Linked DNA regions of Mus musculus: all the other regions are linked to region 2. Evidence: chromatin contacts called from public Hi-C data. All regions are on one chromosome and are shown on one strand. Each heading gives the region's core, a stretch centred on a gene start, on an enhancer-like site or on the middle of the called end of the contact. The rest is flanking DNA. Distances are from core to core; before and after follow the strand shown. Region 1 overlaps Nr5a2 (nuclear receptor subfamily 5, group A, member 2). Region 2 has its middle 74 kb from the start of Kif14. Region 3 has its middle 50 kb from the start of Nr5a2.

Region 1 (2,700 bases), core at 179-2,678, 380 kb after region 2:
TTACCTAGTTCAGTAGTGGGGTGATTTCCAGCATAGGCACTGTCCCAGGCAGAATTTCTATTCCTATGTTAATATACCATGATCATAAACAAGTTGGCAGTGGGGAGGCTACATCTTACAGCCAGGTAACTCTCTATACTGAGGGAAATTAGAAAAGGAACTCAAATGCATCAGGAACCTGGAGGCAGGAGTGAAAGGGAAGTCCATGGAGAAGCCGCTTACTGACTTGCTCCTTGAGGCTTTCCCGGCCCACTAAGAGCACCCAGGCCCACAGACCCAGTGTGCTAGGCACTTCCCTATCAGTAATTAATCAAGAAAATGTCCCCACTGGCTGGACGTGAAAGTACACACATTTAATTCCAGTAGTGACTGGTATCAGCAGAAGCAGATGAATCGTGTCAGTCTGGAAGGCAGCCTGGTCTACATGGTCTTAGGACAGCCAGCACTACTACAGAGACCCTGTCTGAAGAGAAAAAAAAAAAAAAAAAAAACCCAAGCAAACAAACAAACAAATAAAAAAACAAATCAGAAAATACGGCACAGGCCTGCCTATAAGCCAAGCTAGAGGGAACATTTTCTCAGCTGGGGTTTCCTCATGGCAAATGACTCTAGCTTGTGTCAAGTTGACAAAACCAAAAAGCCAAAAACCAAAACAAACAAACAAACAAACAAACAAAACCACTAATCCGGATGGTACCACCCCTAGCACTAGGGTGGGGTGTGGTTAAAAAATATTTAGTCATTTTAACACAAAGTGTTTTGCTTCCTTGAGCTCAGAGCCAATCTGAGAGCCAGAAGAGGGCATGGCAGAGAAACTATCCTTAGCTGGTTCCCTGCTGAATTTGGAGCCTGGCTAGTTTGTATCTTATATAAGGTGTTGTGTTACTGGAGGCAGTGTTGAGCAGACCAGAGAGGCTAATCACTCACATATTCAATGACTGGGTTCTTTCTTGGGTTTTCCCACAATTGCAATTCAATAAGCAATGTTGATGATCAAACAGTAGGTCACATTCATCTAGTGACAGTCTCCAAGGGACTGCCCGACATATCCTGTCAAAGATGCATGTATCTCGCCTGCTTTTTGCCTCTGAAATACATGAAAGAACATTTGCAGAGAGCCCACCTCTTAGGGTCTTTGTGAAAAGCTTGAATCCAAAGACAGGGAGGGGCCTGCACCAGGTTCACTTAGTTACATTACACTCATGTTCTAGACTAGGAATAAAGATTAGAACAAATCAATGCTCCGAGAAAGTAGCCCTAGATCTGCCTGTCGGGGGGGGGGGGGGGGGAGGTCTGGGGGGGGCTGGGGGGGCGGGGGTTGGGCACTGTTGGGGCTGGCCCCAGGAGACTGTTTCTGCTTATAAAGACTGCCCATGCTTTCAGCCAGAAACTGACCTGTCTCGTCATCTCCGTCCTGGCAGTCTATCTCAACCTGTATCCCAGGTCCACTCAGCCCTCCCCCAGCTCCTGTTCTTGGGCCAAGCCACTGTATAAAGCTCTCTGGTGAAATCTGGGTTTCTTGTTTCCTCTCCTGCATCTGTTGAGCCCACTTTCCACCTGAGCAATAATATTTTAGGACCATCTCCTGACATCACAGCATTGCTTAAATGTCAAGATTTCGTGTTCCAGAAGGATAAACTGTATGTAATCCATCCATGAGCTGGACCTTTCAGATGCCTTGATCTACAGAGAGCCATTTTCCCCCCTGTCCCTCGATAGCCATTGGCCTCCAGTATCTCTTGGAAGTGTTGCGTTAGTTCTCGGGTTTTTTTTTTTTTCCCCCTCTGTCTGTTCTATGCCTGGACACCATGTCTTTGTTCACACTAGTTTGTTCTTGCTGTTCAGACCTTAGCTCAAGGGTCATTTCTTCCCCTGACCATCTCAGAAGCAGAGCTGGCTGTTGGCTGCTGGCCTCCTGCAGTTTGCTCTGTGCACTGATCGGTTCTGGCAGTAAACACTTCCCTTGTTAGCTTGTCTATCATCAGCTTCCCTCCCTCTGGCACAGGAGCACCAATGGGGGAAAAAAAAAAAGACAGTGCCCTTGTTGGTCTCATTAACTAAACTGTGTCCAGGACTCGGGGCATTGTGGGAATTTCACTAACATGTGTTGAATGAATGTGTGAGTCATCAGGTCAGGGGTCAGACCAAGCAATAAGCAAGTTCTAAAAAGCCAACGTGGTCACTTTAGGTCCACTGGGCTAGACAGCCCCCTCTACATGTACCAACACTTGAAAAGCTAATTTGGGGCCATTAAATAATTGACTGTGAAATAAAAATCAATGTCTGCTTGAGGGTTAAAGGAAAGTTTTCTCGTCTAAAAGAAGGCTCTCCTGAAAAAACTGTTAATATATGGCATGTTTAAAATCAAACATGATACAAGGACTAAGACCTCAAATACCTGTGTGCCACCAGTAACTAAAATTTGCCTGGAAGGAATCAGACTCTTGGGGGAAAAAAAATAACAAAAGTAATTTTAGCCACTTGCATACATACCCTCTGTACAACAACAACAAAACCCAAGCGGTGCAGTTTGTTAGAGACAGACATAGTGGCGAACACTTAGCCCCAGTGCTTGGGACGCCCGCCCTCTCTACATAGTAAGTTTCTGGACAGCATGGGGTTGGGGTGGTGGTACAGCATGGGGTTGGGGTGGTGGTGGTGGTGTCAAAACATGCACAGGACCACAGGCTTTTTTGCCAG
Region 2 (2,740 bases), core at 116-2,615:
TTCTGCTGAAGTTGAAGTATTGAGGGAGACACTTTGTAATCTCCCAGTTCCCAAACCTAATCCTGACTGTAACTGTTGCGAAACGCACAGATGTGACATCGTAGACATTTTACTCCCTGGGTATTTTCTAAATCCTCCCCGTCCTCCCGGGCAGGAATGGGCCTCCTTTTAAAGCGCACAGTGATTTATGCAAAGAGACTTGGTTCCTGGAAGTTCCGAGCCTGCTTATCACAAAGCATTAAGCAGGCATTCAGGGAGAAGTCTGGAGAAGTCATCACGGTGAGGTTTTTGGCACAGGCAGAGAAGGGCTTTTCTTAAAAGAGCACATGGGGACTGGAATGCTCCCAAGACCTTTCTTTCCTTTTTTGTCCACGAAGTTAACTTCAGAGTAGATTTGTGCAGAGAAAAGGCAGGACCCTGGTTAGGAGGCGTCATCAGAGCTACGGCATCCATGCTTGGCCAAGTGGGGCGCTCAGTGTCTCTCCTCTCAGAGTTATCCCCGGCTCCTGAATGTGTTCCTCAGGCATCACCCCCTCCGGCTCAAAACCAGTGACTTCTTGGCTGCTGAAGCCTGTGGCCCCTACATGCTTATAGAGAGAGGTTTCCCATGGGGACAGCCCCACTCCCCAAATATCTCCCTAAATAAGCTTTCCTAGTGCTGAGATTTGTACTGTTGATCATGATGCAGGGTTAAAGTCTTACACAATCTGTAAAGACTATGGCCAGGTGAAGTTTTGCGATATTTTAATTTTATTTGAGGAGACCAGAGCTTTTTCTAAGTTGTGGGGGTTTGTACACGGGTATATAGTAGATGCTAAGGTCTGGGGAAGAGCCTGTTCTTTCCCCATCCCCCACCCCTTCCAAAGGTTTATACTTCTTAGAAGCAATTCCTTTTTCCCCTAGCACCCAGTGCAGGGCCTGGCCTGTGCCAGCTCCCAGAAGTCCTTAACCTCCACTGTCTGCTGTCCTTCCTGGGGGATCTGTTTGTTGGCTGTAGACAGATCTAGGGGCAGATAACAAGGCTGACAGCTCTGCCGTTTACTTAGTTGCAGGGCTGTGATCTGGAGAGGCAGATGGCTGAGGAAGAGGCTGGCTGCTTCTTTGACACACCACAACCCCCAGGTTCGTCTGCCAGCAGCAGCAGCAGCAGCAGCAGCAGTGAGGGAAACAGGGACTCAGCTTCTTCCAGCTCCAGGGGAGCTTGCTGCTGGGCACACAGGGTTATCTGAGGTCTCCATCTAACTCCATTTACCCTCTCACTGTGCTTCTCCGGCTGGGGCGAAGGAAATCCAGGTCTGTATAACATTAGTCTAAGATTGCGTAAGTACAGCAGTCCATGACCTGAGCTTTGATCCCTGCTCCATTATCTTCCTGTGTGACCTTAGGCAAACAGGCCTTTGTTGCTCAAAACTCTACAGTGTGGTGATACTGCAAGGGCCACCCGAGAGGGGTTGGCAGGGGTACTGCTTCAGATCCTCAGTTCTATGTGGGCTGTAGTGTGGACGCTGATAACTGGGAGAGAAGTCAAATTCGGATTCTGATTTGTTGGCCTGTGCTGGGCCTGAGTGTGATGCTGGTTCCTGGTTCATCATGGTTTACCAAAGGCTTGGCATACATACGGCTCGTGCTCCAGGGATGCAGCCGCTGGTAGTAACAAGTCACACCAGCTGCCCTGGGATTGCGTTCAGATGGTTATCTGTAGAGTTTATAGTTCTAAAGGAAGGTGATAGCGTGTAGCTTCCCCCTGAAGCATGCTCCCTCTGCACAACCCCTGAAAGCAAGAGCTTCCCTGTTTACCTCTTCTAGGAAGGTTTTTTTGTGACCCTTGCAGGTATTTCTCCTCTTTGACTAAGTTAAGAGATGTATGGTTTCTAAAAGTTTTAACTCCTAAGAGCTTGGAATAAAGCTTACACTTTATATGAGAAATCAAGAATTCACAATGTTGGGGCTGGAGAGATGGCTCAGCGGTTAGGAGCACTGACTGCTCTTCCGAAAGTCCTGGGTTCAGGTCCCGGCAGTCACACAGTGGCTCACATCCATCCTGGATGGGATCAGATGCCCTCTTCTGGGGTGTCTGAGGACAGCTGTAGGGTACTTACATAGAATAAAGAGATAAATCTTTAAAGAAAAAAAAAGAATTTACAGTTTTGCAGCAGTGTAAGTATACTTGTGTCTGCAGACACAATCAGTGTGTGTGCGTGAGTGCATGCCTCTCTCTGTATGCACGCAATGCATGTGTGTGTTTGTGCATATATGCATGGCTATGCATATGTGTGTGAGGAAACTGAAATAGAAAAAAATATTAGTTTTCTATAACAGTCTCTCCAGATTTCCACAATGCAACCAATATTGTTCTGGAAGATGCCTTCCTGAGACAGAAGCAGGTGAGTTCAAGGCCAGCCTGGTCAACAGAAGTTCTGGGGGCCAGCCTGGGTGGCATAACCACTCCTTGTTCTCTTCTCTTCCCTCCTTTTCCTTTTCCTTTTTCCTTTTTCCTTTTCCTTCCTTTCTTCCTTCCTTCCTTCCTTTCTTTTTTCTTTTTACTAAAGTGGCCTCTGCTAGTGCAACAGAATAATGACTAAATTGGAGTCCAGTTCTCTACAGATCTTCTTCACTTGCTTTTCACAGTTTGGGTTTTTGTTGTTGTTTTTGTTTTAAGAAAATTCTACATTTGCGTCAAGCTCAAGTGCCCTGCAAGAATTTGTTCTAGGTAAAGGGATGTGCCTTGGCCCGTCTCCCA
Region 3 (2,700 bases), core at 164-2,663, 470 kb after region 2:
CAACTTCCCCGTTAGCATTTGCGGTTTGAGGACCCTGTCTAGGGAGGAACTCCTTTCTGAAGGGGACAATGCTGGTTAGCCTAGGGGCAGGGCTGGAGATGGAGAGCGTGGCCCGTTGTTGGAGGAAGTGTGCCCTTGTGTGTTGAATTTTTAAACACACTTCTTATTACCTGAAGCAGAATGCTCACCACTTCAATCCTAGTCTGCTCCTCACCCCCCCCCATCCCCCCATGCCCCTACCCCAGAACTCACTCTGTAGACCATGCTGGCCTCAAACTCAGAAATCCCCCTGCCTCTGCCTCCCAAGTGCTGGGATTAAAGGCTTGTGCCACCACTGCCCGGCCAATTCTAGTCGATTTTGTGACACTTCTACGACATCACTTTTCCTAACCCAGAAATGTCCCAGCTCCAGTCTTGGGATTTAGGTACATTTTACAGGGCACTCCCACTTATTTAATGGCCCAGGAAAGTGTGTTGAAGTCAGAGAAGTTCTTTGCTCTGCTCTTTGGAGCATCCTGCAAAGATGGTTCCCCCAGACTCTACTAACAAGCAATTGCTGTTCTGGCAATGTGATTCACCCCAGCATCCTCCTTCCTTCTTGGATTCAGTGCAGTATGGAAAGAGCCTCAGAAGCCAGGGTTTTCTTCCTCACTGGGATAATCTGGGGCTATCCTGAGGCAGGATTGGATTTTGAGCAGTGTTGGCGATTTGTTTTTTGGGAGTACAAAGCAAGCAATAAATCTGTCACCCTGAAAAAATCAGGTTGTGACCTAAAGAAGGAGCAAATTGTGACTTCAGGTAAAAAAGAGTGACCTACCAGGGAGGGTAATTCATCATGATAACAAAAATGCCGGGCGCTCTCCAGGCCTGCCCAGGAGAAGGGCCGCAGTAAGCACATTCAGGAGATGCAAGTGTCCAAATATTTTAAACTGATCAATATTTCCAGGGCTCACAAGCAGCCCAAACCCCCGAGCATCTCTCAAAGTAAGTGCATTGCTCACCTGGTTTGTAAAGAGCAAAAACGGAGCAGAAAAAAAAATGTTGCCACTCAACAGCAGGCATTCTTTGTAGGATGAAAATAAATAAATACCTCTTGGGGATTTAAGCACAAATACATTTGGAGGGGTGAACTAAGAGATCATGTTTAAGCATATGAAAATCACTATTGGCATTAATGTGTTCCCCCATTTTTACATTAGAACTGCTGGGGAGGGGAGTTGAAGCAAATAGCTTTATCTTGGCACTCCTCAGTGATGGGTGGACAGGTGAAACAGTTCTGACTTCCACTGGTGTTGCATACTTTCCATTTGCCCTGCTACTCCTCTACCCTGCTCCAGGGCCCAGGATACTGCTCCAGCCCCCACCTGGTTCTTGGTTGGGTTTGGTCAGTGGGTGGCACCTGCTGGAGAGTGCTGGGAAGAGAGGCCTTATCTCCATGCAGGGTGGCCTCAGGCTGATTGGCCGGACTTCCCAAAGCTGTAGCTCGCTTTGGCTGGCATTTCTCCACAATGCTTTATCTCTAGGCTGCTGTACTTCGTTGACCAAGTCCATAAACACACCTTCTTTCTGATACTTCAGGCACTAAACCAGTGAGCAGTTTCTTTTCCAGTTCTTACATGGCAGGCAATTTGAGTAGACTTCAGTGTGACCAGGATACTCCTGAAATGGTCCCGACAAGTGTGATTAGTCATTGGATAACGACATGCCGAGTCTGTGAGTTCCTCTGTATTGATCCATGCAGGCTGCAGGGGTTGTGAAACTGTGATTCTGTCAGGGAGTTTTGCTAACAAGCCCTGATAGGAGGAGCCCCACATTATGTCATCCTCTGGTTCTGGTAAAGTTGAAGGCTAGATAAAACACCCACTATCTCTCTCAACCACAACAGCCATGTGGCCAGCGAGTATTCCCACTTCACAGTTGTCCACGCAACGAACTTGGCAGGCTCACCCCATTTCTCAGAAGAGATTTAATAGTGGCAAGCTTTGTACCTCAAAGACTTCATTACTCTGACCAGTTCTCTCTGCTCCATACTTACTGGTGTCCTGAGAGAGATGACCTAATACTCTATACCCATTACAAGATGAATGTGCCCCAACTTTAAATCTACTAATTTTTTATTCCCCCGAGACAGGGTTTCTCTGTATAGTCCTGGCTGTCCTGGAACTCACTTTGTAGACCAGGTTGGCCTCGAACTCAGAACTCCTCCTGCCTCTGCCTCCCCAGTGCTGGGATTAAAGGCATGTGCCACGACGCCCGGCTAAATCTACTAATTTGAATTATATAAAAAAAATCATTCTTACTTGGTGTGTGTGTGTGTGTGTGTGTATACATGCGCACGTGAGCATGTCAGAGGACAACTTGCAGGAGTTCATTGTTCTGGATTTGGAACTGAGGACATCAGTTTTAGCTGTGAGTGACTTTATGTGAGGAGCAGCTATCTGGTGTTTTTGTTGTTTGTATTTTGAAGACAAGTTTTCAACGTGTAGCCCTGGCTGTTCTGGAACTCTATAGACCTGACTGGTCTGGAACTCAGAAATCTGCCTGCTTCTACTTCCCAAGCCCTAGGGTTAAAGGTGTGACCTCCACACACTGCTATTGGAGAAACCATTTTATCTGCCTGTTATTTAGAATATTTTGGGTGAGATTAGACAGATTTCCATGGGTAGGAAGCCCGAGCCAGTGTCACAAGGTGTGTCACCT

The links. Hi-C and Micro-C count contacts between places; a contact is called where the count stands out from the background.
Region 1: a contact with region 2 is called in a Hi-C map of liver, with 2.7 times the contacts expected there. The contact joins two enhancer-like sites. A contact is called at or near these places in 1 of 15 datasets of contacts at CTCF or cohesin (pro-B cells), 6 of 484 Hi-C or Micro-C datasets (cardiomyocytes, embryonic stem cells, forebrain and 2 more), 1 of 115 datasets of contacts at active chromatin or transcription factors (cardiomyocytes) and 1 of 9 other capture datasets (embryonic stem cells).
Region 3: a Hi-C map of liver shows a contact between it and region 2, with 1.9 times the contacts expected there. The contact joins two enhancer-like sites. A contact is called at or near these places in 1 of 15 datasets of contacts at CTCF or cohesin (stem cell-derived epiblast-like cells), 8 of 484 Hi-C or Micro-C datasets (the AML12 cell line, embryonic stem cells, liver and 1 more) and 1 of 9 other capture datasets (embryonic stem cells).

What each region holds. Positions count from the first base shown.
Region 1 is chr1:136,924,198-136,926,897 of GRCm38.p6, forward strand. All of the region lies in intron 6 of Nr5a2 (nuclear receptor subfamily 5, group A, member 2), which reads right to left. Among named protein-coding and RNA genes, the nearest start is that of Nr5a2, 35 kb to the right of the region's middle. Within about 2 kb of position 1,429, at least 2 of the 459 cell types and tissues checked have an H3K27ac peak or open chromatin away from gene starts, as enhancers often do. A contact at or near this core is called in liver, where this site is marked.
Region 2 is chr1:136,540,531-136,543,270 of GRCm38.p6, forward strand. It overlaps a transcript of Kif14 not described here. Among named protein-coding and RNA genes, the nearest start is that of Kif14, 74 kb to the left of the region's middle. Within about 2 kb of position 1,366, at least 39 of the 459 cell types and tissues checked have an H3K27ac peak or open chromatin away from gene starts, as enhancers often do. A contact at or near this core is called in the AML12 cell line and liver, where this site is marked.
Region 3 is chr1:137,008,993-137,011,692 of GRCm38.p6, forward strand. No RefSeq gene overlaps it. Among named protein-coding and RNA genes, the nearest start is that of Nr5a2, 50 kb to the left of the region's middle. Within about 2 kb of position 1,414, at least 14 of the 459 cell types and tissues checked have an H3K27ac peak or open chromatin away from gene starts, as enhancers often do. A contact at or near this core is called in the AML12 cell line and liver, where this site is marked.